Regions from separate parts of the Capsicum annuum genome. Here all the other regions are linked to region 3. The links are chromatin contacts, called in public Hi-C maps. All regions are on one chromosome and are shown on one strand. Each heading gives the region's core, a stretch centred on a gene start, on an enhancer-like site or on the middle of the called end of the contact. The rest is flanking DNA. Distances are from core to core; before and after follow the strand shown. Region 1 has its middle 6.8 kb from the start of LOC124897069. Region 2 overlaps LOC107863298. Region 3 holds the start of LOC107863300 (transmembrane ascorbate ferrireductase 1).

Region 1 (4,350 bases), core at 560-3,059, 63 kb before region 3:
TTGAATTTCATTATATGTACTACATATATGTTAATTTCATGATTGTATGAATCGTGTTAAGAGAAATTATAAGAGAAAAAATATTATGTGTGAGCAAGTATTCGATTCAAATTTTAAAGACATTTCATCACGTAAATCAAAAAAATTCAAGAGTGGTATAAATAAATAGTATAGTATAGTATTTGTTGACGTCCTGTATTGTTTTGATATTAAAGTTGATATCAAGTGATTGAAATTGTTGAAATATTGAATTTATGCTATGATATATGAATTGTATTGCACTGTCTTTATTGATATCAAGTTGAGACCATTTTGTATATATACATATATATTTCAGATGCTAAATGTTTTTTTTATGTTCTTATTAGTCTACATATTAATGATTGAAATGGATATGTATTGTGATCTTCAATTTAATTTATATACTAAATGAAAATGGATTACACAATTATTTCTTTAAGTTCACATTTGTATTAAATGTATTTTATTATTGTGAAAATTGATATAAAAAATCGTGTTGACTAAATTTTGTGTATAATTTATTTTTTTTATGTGTGAAACAGTATTCAAAGAAGTATTCAATTGATTTCTGGTTTTAAATTAAATTGACAAGGTATATAAATGATATAATTTGAAAATGTAAATAATATTTTTCAACTATATAGTTACGAGCTATACATATTCCACCATTAAAAGCATGTAAGAAATATATTTAAAATATCTAATACAATATTATAATGTAATAAAATAAATTAAGAAATTATTAAATCAACATTTGAAAAGATAAAAATCATTTTTTTGTATTATTTAAAAATTAATCCTAGAAAATTTTCTTAATTAGAAAAAAATTAAAGTAAAAAATCGACACAAAGCATGAATTATAAATACTATCTTCCATAATCAGATTATTATTTTCGAAGTAAATAAAATTTTTATTTTAGTGAAATTTGGATTTAAAAAGAAAAAAGAAATATAAATAGGGTATTTATGCGGAAAGAATCGATTGATTGATAGTAAAGCACAATTAAAATAGAATGAGTCAACAAAATTGGAGAAATTTGAGGGATTGATATTTATTACAAACAAATTTTATGAAATAAGATTATCCAATTTTTTATCAACTGCCAACTATTTTTGGGGTATGAAACTTTTTTTTCTTATTTGTAATATGTATTTTAAATTTTATTAAAATAAAAATATTTTTCTCTTTTCCTTTTTTATTTAAAAAATTTATTATAAATTGCAATGTAAAAGATTTTGCTATATCTTACATTGAGAACCATTTAAGAATGTTTATTTAATTTATTTTTTTTCCAAAATTTAACTCAACAAAAAAACATTTTGTATTTTCCAATATAATGTTTGTTCAGATGTTTGTTCTTTGGGGCCCGTGAAACGCGTCGCAACTTTTGGGGTATGGTGGGCCTGACCGCAGTATTCTTGGGGGCGAAGCATCACAAATGGCCCCATTCCCTTGAATTGGATGTCTTTAGTTTTTGTTTTTCATTACTTTAAGCAATAAAAAAGCAGTTAAACATATGTAAAAGTACCATAAATTCAATTTTTTTTTTGAGCTAATTACTTCCCTTTTAAAGTTTTTTTTTTTTTTAAATTATGAAATAATTTTGATTTAGTCCACAGATATATATAATATTTTTTTAAATATATTACTTTATTTTATACGGATACATAAATAATGTTACGTGGATACATTGCTGACGCTTACCTTGAGAAGAGTTTTGCAAATTTCTAATTGCGAAGGTTTTAACTTGAGATTATCGTTACATAAATTCTTTGAACATTGAACACACAGCTAGCTGAACCACTTTATGAAAAACTTTCTGGAAATATTCTTACATTTTTTAAAAATAAAATAAAATTAAAAGCATTTGTATAATAAGAGGAATACACGTTAAACTTCAAATTATCAAGTTTTATTTTACATTTATCTTGTGTAAGCTGAAGGATGAAAAAATGCAAGAAGGATGGATAATGCCTCCTTTTGAATTTGGTTTGTTCTACAAATAAAAGTTTTGTAAAGGAAGCTGAATAAGCTATTGCTAAAGGTGTGATTCTTTTAGCACCTTTATCCTTTTCCTTTTCTTCTTTGGCTTTATGTATTATTGTTCTTTTTTTTCTTTTTAGTTAATTGAAAAACTATACATGCATGTGGTACTTTTCAAACACCACTTTTCTCTCTATTTTTTTTCTGATTGATTTAAATTTTGACTATGCGTCAGATCATTACAAAAATATTTATACCATCACGTTACTTAAAGACCTATTGGGTTATTAAAAGGTGTCAATGAAAAATAAAAAAATAATTTTTTTTTTTGAAAAGACACTAAGAGAAAGGATGCAATTTGAATATACCTTTTCGGATTGAATGCTTATGACCTTTCTAATGGGTTGCGACTTTTCGAAAAGTTGCACCTTTACGAAGGGGTGCACTGTTCTGAACCATTACTTCTCTTCATGAAGCAACACCTGACTATAAATACCTGAATTTCTCCCCAGGTAAAGATAATTTTTTTAGAGTTGAAAACATTCTTCTTCTTCTTAAAAACTCTCTTGTGATCATCAAACTATTGAGTGCGTTCGAAGTTTCTGAAAGTTTGAGGTACCATTACTTTCAGAAAGTGAACCATTTTATCCTGGGAGGAAAGATTCCATAACCTTAGATGCTTGAGGGGAATAAATCCCTTAAGGACACACAGTGAAGTCGGTGGACTTGGTTCTTAAATTTCTGCTTCATCTTCATTTCTTAATAGTTGATAAACACTTCATTTGATAGTTCATTTGATTATTCATTTGAACTAATGTTTGAAGGTGTTGAACTTCATTGTAGTTCTTGAAAACTTATTCTTGAACTTAGTTTGAAGTTTGTATAGAAAACATACATATTTTGTACTCGCCAGAAAAACAATCTAAGGAATTTATTGAATTATTTTTTTTTGTGCTTGTTTAGTGAATTTTTTTTTTTCACCATTTATAAATAAAGTAATTTTATAATCTGTATTGCTTGATTTCTAGAGATTAAACCTTATTGCTTTCTACGCCATGTGAACTTAACAACTGATTTGAAGACATAAAAACTTCATCACAAGTTAAAGGTCACTCAGTTAACGATTAGAAGAACATAAAAATTTCATCGTTAAACTAGAAACAAGAGGTGTCTAAAGTTCTTACAACTTTATAACTAGTATTTTGATATACTAAGTTGATTGTATTTTTGTGACAGAAAAATGACTACTGATGGTCATGCAACTGATGGTGTGACAAGTTTAGCAGCAACAAATGTTGCTACAACAAGCTGCACAAGTGCTACGCTCGCAATGGCACCTACGGAGAAATTCAAAAAAAAATTGAGTGTAGATTTTAAACACTGGTAGCAGAAAATGTTCTTCTATTTGAAAACTTCATGTCTTCAAAGGTTCATATTTGAAGATGCTCCAGAATTTCTCAAAAAAAAACATCGGACAAGGAGCGATTCGTTGTAATGGAGGCATGGAAACATTTGAATTTCTTATGCAAGAATTATATCATTAGTGGCCTCCAAGACGATCAGTACAATGTGTACAGTGGAATGAATACTTTGAAAGAGTTGTGGAATGCGTTGGAATGAAAGTATATAACTGAGGATGCGGGAACTAAAAAGTTCTTTGTTGCAAGGTTCCTTGACTACAAGAGGATTGACCGTAAAACTGTTGTATCTCGAGTATAAAATTACAAGTAATCATCCACAATCTCCTTACTGAAGGTATGAATATAGTAAATATCTTATTTGAACATGTTAAGTGTGTTCTTAATACTCACATAACCTTTGATGTAGGTTTGACTGTGAATGAGGCCTTTCAAATGACAGCCATAATAGAGAAGTTGCCACCCTTGTAGAAAGACTTCAAAAATTACTTGAAACACAACAGGAAGGAGATGTCAGTCGAAGACCTCATTGTGAGGTTATGCATTAAGGAAGACAACAAGCCGCCGAGAAAAGGTCGAAAGAAAACTCTTCAATCAGTGGAGCCAATATTGTAAAGGATGATCCTAACAACTCGAAGAAATGAAAAAAGCAAGACAATAAAGCAATTTGCCAAAGAATAAATTTAAGGGGAAGTGCTTTAATTGTGGCAAGGTTGGCCACAAATCAGTAGATTGTCATGCCCAAAGAAAGGCAAGAAGAAGGATCAAGCCAACATGGTTGAATCCAAAAATAAAATGGATGATCTATGTGTCATGCTTTCAGAATGTAACTTGGTGGAAAATCCTAGAGATTGGTGTATAAATTTCGATGCCACCCATCATGTCTGTGCCAACAAAAAGTTGTTTTCTTCATACACTCCAGCTCAA
Region 2 (4,382 bases), core at 211-2,710, 47 kb after region 3:
TTGCTTGCAAGTGATAATAGGTATGATGATACCACTATTTATAGCCTTGGGTAATAATAAATGGATTGGTGGTCTTGGTTATGTGGTAATGGTTTTAATTGGGCAATAATAGTGAGGTGTGATAGCTAACTGTGAAGGTGTGAGTCCAATGGACAGACACTGAAAACTCATGTTTGCCGACATGAGAATTGGTCATGATGACCATATATATGGGGTACATGGGAATCCCCTAAGTTACACTTATATATATGTATTATGGAGGGCGAAAGGTACTTGGGAATCCCCTACTCCTATGGTATCTCTGGTTCATGCGGATACATACATCGGGGCCTGTTCTGGGGGTTATACTGGACCTATATAGCCCGTGGGTGGTACTAGGACGATTAAGTTACACATACCCAAGTTACACTGGATCCATATGGCCACTCTACTCCTCCCACTAGCTATCGAATTAAAGTGGTGAGCTTCCATACTTCGGAAAGCTCCATTTCATATCATGGACATCTTTTCATACTTTGGTTATTTTATGGATATCGATTTTGACTATGGTTAGAGGCATGTCCCAACCGAATATTGTTTTCTTTTGATTAGAGGATTTGTGGAACTACTATAGGTTGGAATGGGCGATGTCCGTTGTGGTGTCAGCCTTAGTATTAGCATTGGTATTGGGATGCTACCATTTTACTGAATTTATGATTTTTCCACCCTCTTACGTTATGTTATGGATAGGAACTTGGTTATTATCTAGATTTTGGTTTGCTTGGGTTGGTCACGGTTATGGAGCTATTCCAGAATCTGGATTGGTACAAATATGTTATCTTGGCATATGTTCGGAATTTCTTCGACTCAGGGTATGCGTTTGGATGGTCGGGTTGGGTAGCAGGGGTGGTCCCTACTGGTTGGACTTGGGTAGCAGGGGTGGTCCCTACTGGTTGGACTTGGGATGCCCATTATGACAAGGCCCTGACTTGGGTCGTGTTAGATAATCCGGCTCATGAAACATTGACACATGTGTTCCTAAGATCTCCTATTGCTAATATGACTTGGTCTTATTTTTATTATTTTGCAGGTTTGAATATAGAAGGATTTCACCTAGAAGAGGTAATCATGTTGTGGTGGAAAGCAGAAGTTACGACAAAAACCTTGAAGTTATACTATAAAGCTTTGCTAAACATTATAGTATGAGGATTATGGAAAATAAGGAACCTGAGCAAGTATGGACGAAAGCATCTCTACACAGTGGATTATTCTGTTAGATTTGCGAGAAATATAGAAATCGAAGAATAAAATGTATTGAGATTCATTGATTGAAGTTAGAAATTGAGAGAATTCAGGCTGCCTTTGGAAACTGTACATAACAGAAAATTATCTAATCTACCTCTAGAAAGTTCATTCTCTGTATATATATATATAACAAATGAATTCAGCCATTGATTTGGGCCGGGTACAGATAGTAATAGTTGGGCCTCGTGTGTCCATTATATCGTAACACCTCCCTCAAGCTGGAGGGTGTCGACACGCCAAGCTTGTGAAGAAGAGAATGGTGAGCAGGACCTAGCAGGGATTTGGTAAGGACATCAGCCAACTGTCCTGAGCTAGCAACATAATGAAGAGAATCAAGTTATCGCGTAGACAATTACGAACATAATAGCAATCAATTTCGATGTGTTTAGTACGTTCGTGAAAAACAGGATTCTTTGCTATACTCAAAGCTACCTGACTATCATAAAATATGGGAACAGGAGAAGAGACATTGACACCAAAATCACCAAGTAGACGAATCAACTAAACAATTTCAGTAACCACCTTCCGAAAAGCTCTATACTTAGCCTCAGCGAAAGAAAGAAAAATGGTAGGTTGCTTCTTCCATTTCCAAGAAACAGGACTGGCGCCAAGGAAGCAAATAAACCCAGTGACAGACCTGCGTGTATCTGGACAAGAAGCCCAATCTGAGTCAAAATACCCCAATAAAGAAAAGTATAAACAATTAGAGAGTAAAATACCCTGATCAGGACATCCCATGAGATAACGTATAACATGTATTGCTGCCAGCATATATGGAATTTGAGGGCATTGTAAACTTAAATATTGCACTGCAAATGAGATGTCAGGCCTCGTGTGTTGAAGAAAATTGAGCTTTCCAACTAGCCATCTAAAGGAGCTAGGATCAGACATTGGGGCACCCATATCAGCAGTCAACTTAAGAGAATAATCCAAAGGATTCATAACAGGGGAATAGTTGTGACAGCTAAACTCGTGAAGTAAATCAAGAGTATATTTGTGTTGACTGACCATATACCCTTGACAATGTGAAGATACCTCCAAACCAAGAAAATAATGCAGGGAACCTAAATCTTTAATCTTGAACTGATTGTTAAGAAAAGATTTAAGAGAATTCAGCTCAAGTAAATCATCCCCAGCAAGAAGTATATCATCAACGTATACAGCTAGAACAACACGGCTAGTGTCAGTACACTTTGTAAACAAAGAATAATCATTCTTACTAGATGAATAACCTCGAGATAATAAGGCTTTAGAAAGTTTTGAAAACCATTGTCTAGACACTTGACGAAGGCCATACAAGGACTTTTTAAGATGACAAGCCAAAGAAGAACAAGAATCTCAAGTAACAATGAGGCCGGGTGGTAATTTCATGTATACTTCCTCATGGATATCACCATGAAGAAATGTGTTATTGACATCCAATTGAAACACTGTCCATACCCTTTTTGCAGCTACAGTAAGAAGACATTTGATGGTGGTAAGCTTAACCACCGGAGAAAAAGTTTCAGTAAAGTCCACCCCTTGTTTTTTAGTATCATCTCGAATGACTAAACGAGCTTTATATCTTTCTATCGAGCCATCAGATTTCAGTTTGATCTTGTAAACCCACTTACATGAAATAACTTTCTTACGAGGGGTAAAAGAGAACTATAACCCAAGTTGAATTAGCCTCAAGAGCTTGAAATTCTTTGTGCATGGCTTCCTGCCAAGCTGGTATAGCAGCAGCCTGATCATAATGTTGGGGTTCATGCAAGTGAACCTTAGTAGATGCAAACTTGGATACAGGAGATTCAAGGTTCGGGGAGTGAATGAAGGAGAAGGCATAGTCTTTTAAGTAAGCAGGTCTGTGAACAGGTTGAGTAGAGTGTCTAGTGAAAATAAAAGGAGGTAATATAGAGGGGGAGGAAGAAGAAGGAATAGCAGCTGGAGGAAGAGAAGAAACAGAAGAAGAGGAGATGGGTATGTCAGTATCATCAGAGAAAGAGAAAGCAGGGGTAGGAAATAAAGAAGGAGTAGGGCAATTGTAAGGGAAGATATGCTCATGAAAAACGATATCCCTTGAATAAAAAATGAAATGACTGGTAAGGTTCAAAAGTTTATAGCCTTTCTTGCCAAATGGATATCCCAAAAAAACTGAAGGTATAGCCCTGATTTGAAATTTATCTCTACCAAATTTGGGAGATGTAGCAAAACACAGACAACCAAAAGATTTTAAATGTGCATAAGAAGGGGAGACTGATGCAGCACCTCAAAAGGGGATTTATTTTTTAGAACTGAAGAAGAAAAATGATTAATGAGATAGGTTGCAGTTAACACACAATCACCCCAATATTTTTTGGGTAATTTGGATTGATACAATAAGGCTCTAGAGGTCTCGAGAAGATGTTTGTGCTTCCTCTCCACCACTCTATTTTGTTGAGGAGTGTGAGGGATGGTAGTTTGATGTATAATGCCGTTTTTTGAAAGAAAATGAGATGCTGCAGCACCACTGCCTAATTCAAAGGCATTGTCAGATCGAAAACATTGAATTGTGGACTAAAACTAAGTTTTAATCATTGAGGTGAAAACTTTAATGACAGTTAAAGCAGCACCTTTTGAAGGTAAGAGATGAGTTCAAGTGGATCTAGAATAGTCATCTACAAAAGTAAGAAACTAACGAAAACCATTATAAGTTTGGGTATTGTAAGGTCCCCAAGTGTCAGTGTGAACTAATTAAAAAGGTTGAGTAGTATGAATACTACTCTCCGGAAATAGTAGTCTTTGTTGTCTAGCCATAGGGCATATAGAGTATATAAAAGGCGGTTTGGAGGACCATTTATCAGATAAAAAAAAGATACTATCATTTTATAAAAAGGCATATGCCCAAGTCTTTTATGCCAAAACAAATCACTTTTATTATATTTGATGGAATAGTACAAGAAGAATTAAGAAATACATCAGGAACTGTAGCACAGATTGAAGTACTGATTGAATTATCATTAGGAGTATTAACTACAGGTATAGAATTATTTGTAGAAGGTAAGATATGTGGTGACATAGTTGTAGCAGAATCTGGAACATTAGGAATGAGAGTATTTGTAGTAGAGAAAATAGACAAT
Region 3 (4,660 bases), core at 251-2,750:
ATATTGTGCAACTAAAAATTTCCACCACTATTGTAGGAGGGACACAAGGCATCCCGTTCTCCTAAGAGCATTGAGTGTTAGGTATGTCTAGACACTGAACAATAAACTCTCTGATTTCCCTAAATTTTGGATCAATTAATGACTCGTAAAATTACAAACTTTTTGATTTCCATAACTAACAATCACTACTTCTATGGTGTTGGATCACTGAAAGCATCATGATGAATCAGACCCCTCATTTGTTCAACCCGGTGTTCTATATTTTAGAGTCAACTTGCTCCTTGAATAGAACACAGAGGGGTAGTTAACTACCCATAAAGAGGATGTCAACTTCAAATTACAATATTAATTTCATTTCAATTTGTTCGTCTTACTTTCTGTTTTGGTCCGTTCAAAAAAGCATGTTTCCTTCCCTTTTTGGCCAACTATTTAATTTTTTTTTTCCTCACGGCATGTTTAACATCACAAGATTATAGATAATTTTGTACGTTCTACTTATGTTTAATCCGAGACCACGAGATTAAAAGTTTTCTTTACTTTCTTAAACGTTGTACCAAGTCATAATCAGACAAGCAAATTGAAACAGAGGGAATAAAAAAGAACAATCCAGGTAGGGAAAACGAAGATCATCATAGCATTCAGACTTTTCACAAATCAACCCAATTGGCAAACAACACGAAACATTTTTGTTCGAATTTCTAGCTGTAATTATCTCAAATATGTTTAAGGAAGAAAAGAAATAGATTCAATTTCTATCAGCCTGTCAAAACCATTAGGATCCACTTCATTTAACAAAAAAAAAACAAGAATCATATTTCATCAGTCTCAAGTAGAGTTGACAAATTTTCAAACCAAATCTTGATATAACACACAGAATGATAAAAATTGCCAACAAAAGCAAAAATATATTAAGAGAACACGATTCTATATATTATAATCATGTCAGAGATAAACATGAACATAAAAGGAGAGGGGGGCTTGCTTACATTAAAGATGAGATTTTTGTTTTCAGCTTCCCAAGCCAAGCCACCCCTAAAGTGAATACACCAAACTAAGACCATAATAGCAGCAATTAAGGCAAGAAAGTGTGCCCCAAATGAAAAAGGCAGTGCTTTCAGCCCTGTTGCCATCTCTGTTCTTCTTCTCTTAAGACGTGCAACTAGAGAACAACGCACAAAATATGGAGTTTCTGTTATCCTATTTCTCTCTCTCTCTCTCAACTGCCTTTAGCCTTATTTTATTTTACATTTGTTGGGGGAAAGTTGGATACTATCCCTGAAGGGTCGTTTGCGGAAGGAATAAGCAAAAAAGGAATAAGCAAAATAATTTGGGATAAAATTTTGAATTAATTTTATTTTATATTTACTATAAGGTATTATTTAATTTTAAAATTATTTTATTCTACTATTTATATTAAAATAATAAAATTACTATCGCAGATGAAGAATGAGATAAAATAATTTCATGATATCTGTACCAAATGATTCATGTATTAGTGAATGAGGGGAGAATGAGTATCTCATTTTGTTAGTTAAATACTATAATATTGACTATAATGATTACTTAAATTTTATACTCTTTTCTCAACTTTAACTTCTTGCCAAAAATAATCTTTAAGCCGTCGCAAAGATAACGATGCTCTCTGGGTCATATGTGGATCATAAACACGTGGCATATTTTTATTGGTTAAGACCTCATCCCACGTGTTTCGTGCTTACTGCTGCAAATGTTGCCTTTAATATTTCAAGGATTCACACGTGACAGATAATCATAAGTCCAAATAGGAATAGTAGTAAATTTGACTTTTTCGAATTATGTGCAATCTATGTAGAAAAAAGGAACACGTTGGTGGTGGTAGGTGGGGTGGGGGGGGGAATTTTATGATGGTTGAGGTGCAACCAACATTATTTCTTTCTCTCTAATACTTCTTTTTCTCTTCTTTATATTTTAATATAATAACAATTTCTTTATTTTTAATAATTCTATTTTACACAAAATTTTATAAGTATAATGAATGATCCTAATTCAAATTTTATCACAAACAGCTTAGTACTAAACAAAATAACTTATATATGTTTTTTTTTAATATTTCCTAATAATTCTTTTTCTCATTTTTGTCTTTCAGAATTTATAATTTAAGATTTCTAATAAGTATTTATTAAGTTAATTTCTTAAATGGTCATTTAATTCAATGAAATCATCTAATAAAATTATTTATTATTATTTTATTCAATCGGGCTATTTAAATTAATATATTTATCTTACAATGTGACAATGAAATTAAAACTCCACTTATATATTATAACAATTTATTTATTCAGAATATTAAACTATCTGAATTACAATCTATTTAATATATTAAATAACTTAGTAACCAAAACAATTTTCCTTGCTTAATTGGGTAACGAACAAGTTAGTATAAACTAATTATATAATAGATCAGTTTAGAACTGAAATAAATTACCCTTTAAAAACATAAAATAAAATAAAAGGCATAAATAATAATAATAATAATAATAATTGTTATAAGCGCTCAAACTAAATAGTTTCACCATAATAAAACCACATGATATTAATATCACCAAAGAATGTGGTACGATGGATGAGGTTGCTCCTCTTTTAACCAGAGGTCTCGGATTTGAGTCCTAGGTATGAAAAAATCTTTGATAGGGAGCATTTTCCCCCAAATGGGACTTTACGCGGCGCGAATCTGAATTAGTCATACTCCAATGCGAGTACCGGATGAAAAAAAAAACATGATTTTAATGTAAACCAAACTAAACTAATAAATAATTTCAATAAATATACTTTTAAAATATTAAATTTGATTATTTAAAGTAGCAAAGACAGCTTGAAAGTCATTCATGATAAATTCACTGGAGGTGTGAATCAATATTGAAAGACTATTATTTTTTTTCATCTTAATTCTGTTTTTTCCTTCTTTTTTTTTTGGTCTTTGTAACAATTAAAATGAGATTGATTATAATTTTGTAAGAATTTAATGAGATTTTAAGATTCAAGACATAAAAAATAAAATAAAGCGTAATTAAAAAAAAAGTGCATATATTAAGGATGCTACTTACAAACTATCCTATTTTCTAAGTGGGTTTTTTAATTCTATTGGTACCTGTAAGATAAATATATTAATCTAAATAACCTTATTGAATAAAATAATGATAAATAATTTTACTATATCATTTCATTGCCTTTTAAAAATTAGAAAAAAAATTACTATGATAATTTAAATATGGATGACTTTTTATATGATAAATAAATAAAAGAGTGATTTATGTGTGATAAACTTTTAAGTTAAGATAATTTATAGTAATAAAAAAATAAAAATATTTTCTGTATGATAATTTTTTCACCCTATTTTATTCATGTTATTTGATTTTGTGTAAATAAATTAAAAAATAAAAAAGTATGGCATTCCAATAAAAGTGAAAAGGATAATAATCACACAAAACCCACAATGTGCACATGTCAAATTATGAGAAGCCTCACACAAATATGACATGACATACCTCATCCACCATAAAAATTTTCTTAGGTAGGTGGATTCTTTGGTTATTAAATTCATGGTTCATTGGATAGAATGCATGACTAAAAGTATTTTTTTTTTTTGAGGGGGGGGGGGGTTGGTTGGAAAATAAGTTATACTGATATTATTAATTTTGGAATTAGTTATTTTGAGATTAGTTATACCATCCGTACACATTATTTGAATGGTGGTTTCCCTCGTATGGTATTGTATGGTTACTAAGGGGTCGTTTGCTAGAGTGTATAAGAATAATGCAAAATATGATGTATTAGTAATGTTTGTATTAACAATGTTTGTGTTAGCTATACTTGCATTACTTATGCTTGTATTTTTCTTGTGTAGTGTTTGATTCGATGTATTAAAAATAACATATTTCTATTTTTTTTTATACATAATACCCTCAATATATATGTTGAAAATGGTGCAAAAAATTTTTTGAGGGATAATAGTATCTTTAAGCATGTTAATGTATGCATTAGATCCATTGCATTACTAATGCCATGAATTTTGAGGCATTAGTAATACACACCTCAATACACAATAGAGTATATAACTACTGCAAATATTAGTTATACATAGGGTAAAAAGATATACCAAACAAGATACTACTAATACACATTAAACTAATGCATGCATTAACTTTTCAATACACTCTCTACCAAACGACCCCTAAGGGAATCATGTTTGTTTTGATTGTTTCTTAAAATGTACGGTGTGATATGATTTAATTTCATGGTTCAGTTACTATGAAAACCTTCACTTTATTGAACCATCGATTTCGTGGTATCCCATGATTTGATTATTTTTTTTCAATTATACCCTTACTTAATATTATATAATCTCATTTTATCTTTTACCTTATCTTATTTAACTCCACCTCCTACCCCTACCCCTACCCCCACGCCACCCCACCCTACCCTACCCGATCCCGTCCAACAAAAAATTATTGTTTAAATTTTTTTTTTAAATTTTTTTTAAAACTTTTTCTTTTCACACCCCTATTCTGACTTCGACCCCACCCTTTACCAAATCCCCACCCTAATTATTTAAAAAAAAAAATTAAAATTTTTTTTTTCCCCCCCCCCCCCCCCCACTTACCAGCCTTTATCCTGAATTAAT

Evidence for each region. Hi-C and Micro-C count contacts between places; a contact is called where the count stands out from the background.
Region 1: a contact with region 3 is called in a Hi-C map of leaf, with 2.3 times the contacts expected there. The contact joins the enhancer-like site here to the promoter of LOC107863300 in region 3. A contact is called at or near these places in 4 of 5 Hi-C or Micro-C datasets (bud, leaf and placenta).
Region 2: a Hi-C map of leaf shows a contact between it and region 3, with 2.0 times the contacts expected there. The contact joins the enhancer-like site here to the promoter of LOC107863300 in region 3. A contact is called at or near these places in 3 of 5 Hi-C or Micro-C datasets (bud, leaf and placenta).

What each region holds. Positions count from the first base shown.
Region 1 is chr3:213,157,257-213,161,606 of UCD10Xv1.1, forward strand. No RefSeq gene overlaps it. Among protein-coding and RNA genes, the nearest start is that of LOC124897069, 6.8 kb to the right of the region's middle. Within about 2 kb of position 1,810, at least 2 of the 5 cell types and tissues checked have an H3K27ac peak or open chromatin away from gene starts, as enhancers often do. A contact at or near this core is called in leaf, where this site is marked.
Region 2 is chr3:213,268,246-213,272,627 of UCD10Xv1.1, forward strand. LOC107863298 reads right to left here. Exons shown (of 3, transcript XR_001672163.2): 2 at 2,004-2,161; 3 at 1,273-1,931. Among protein-coding and RNA genes, the nearest start is that of LOC107863298, 5.2 kb to the right of the region's middle. Within about 2 kb of position 1,461, at least 1 of the 5 cell types and tissues checked has an H3K27ac peak or open chromatin away from gene starts, as enhancers often do. A contact at or near this core is called in leaf, where this site is marked.
Region 3 is chr3:213,221,029-213,225,688 of UCD10Xv1.1, forward strand. LOC107863300 (transmembrane ascorbate ferrireductase 1) reads right to left here and starts at 1,501. Exons shown (of 4, transcript XM_016709167.2): 1 at 987-1,501. The coding sequence starts at 1,130.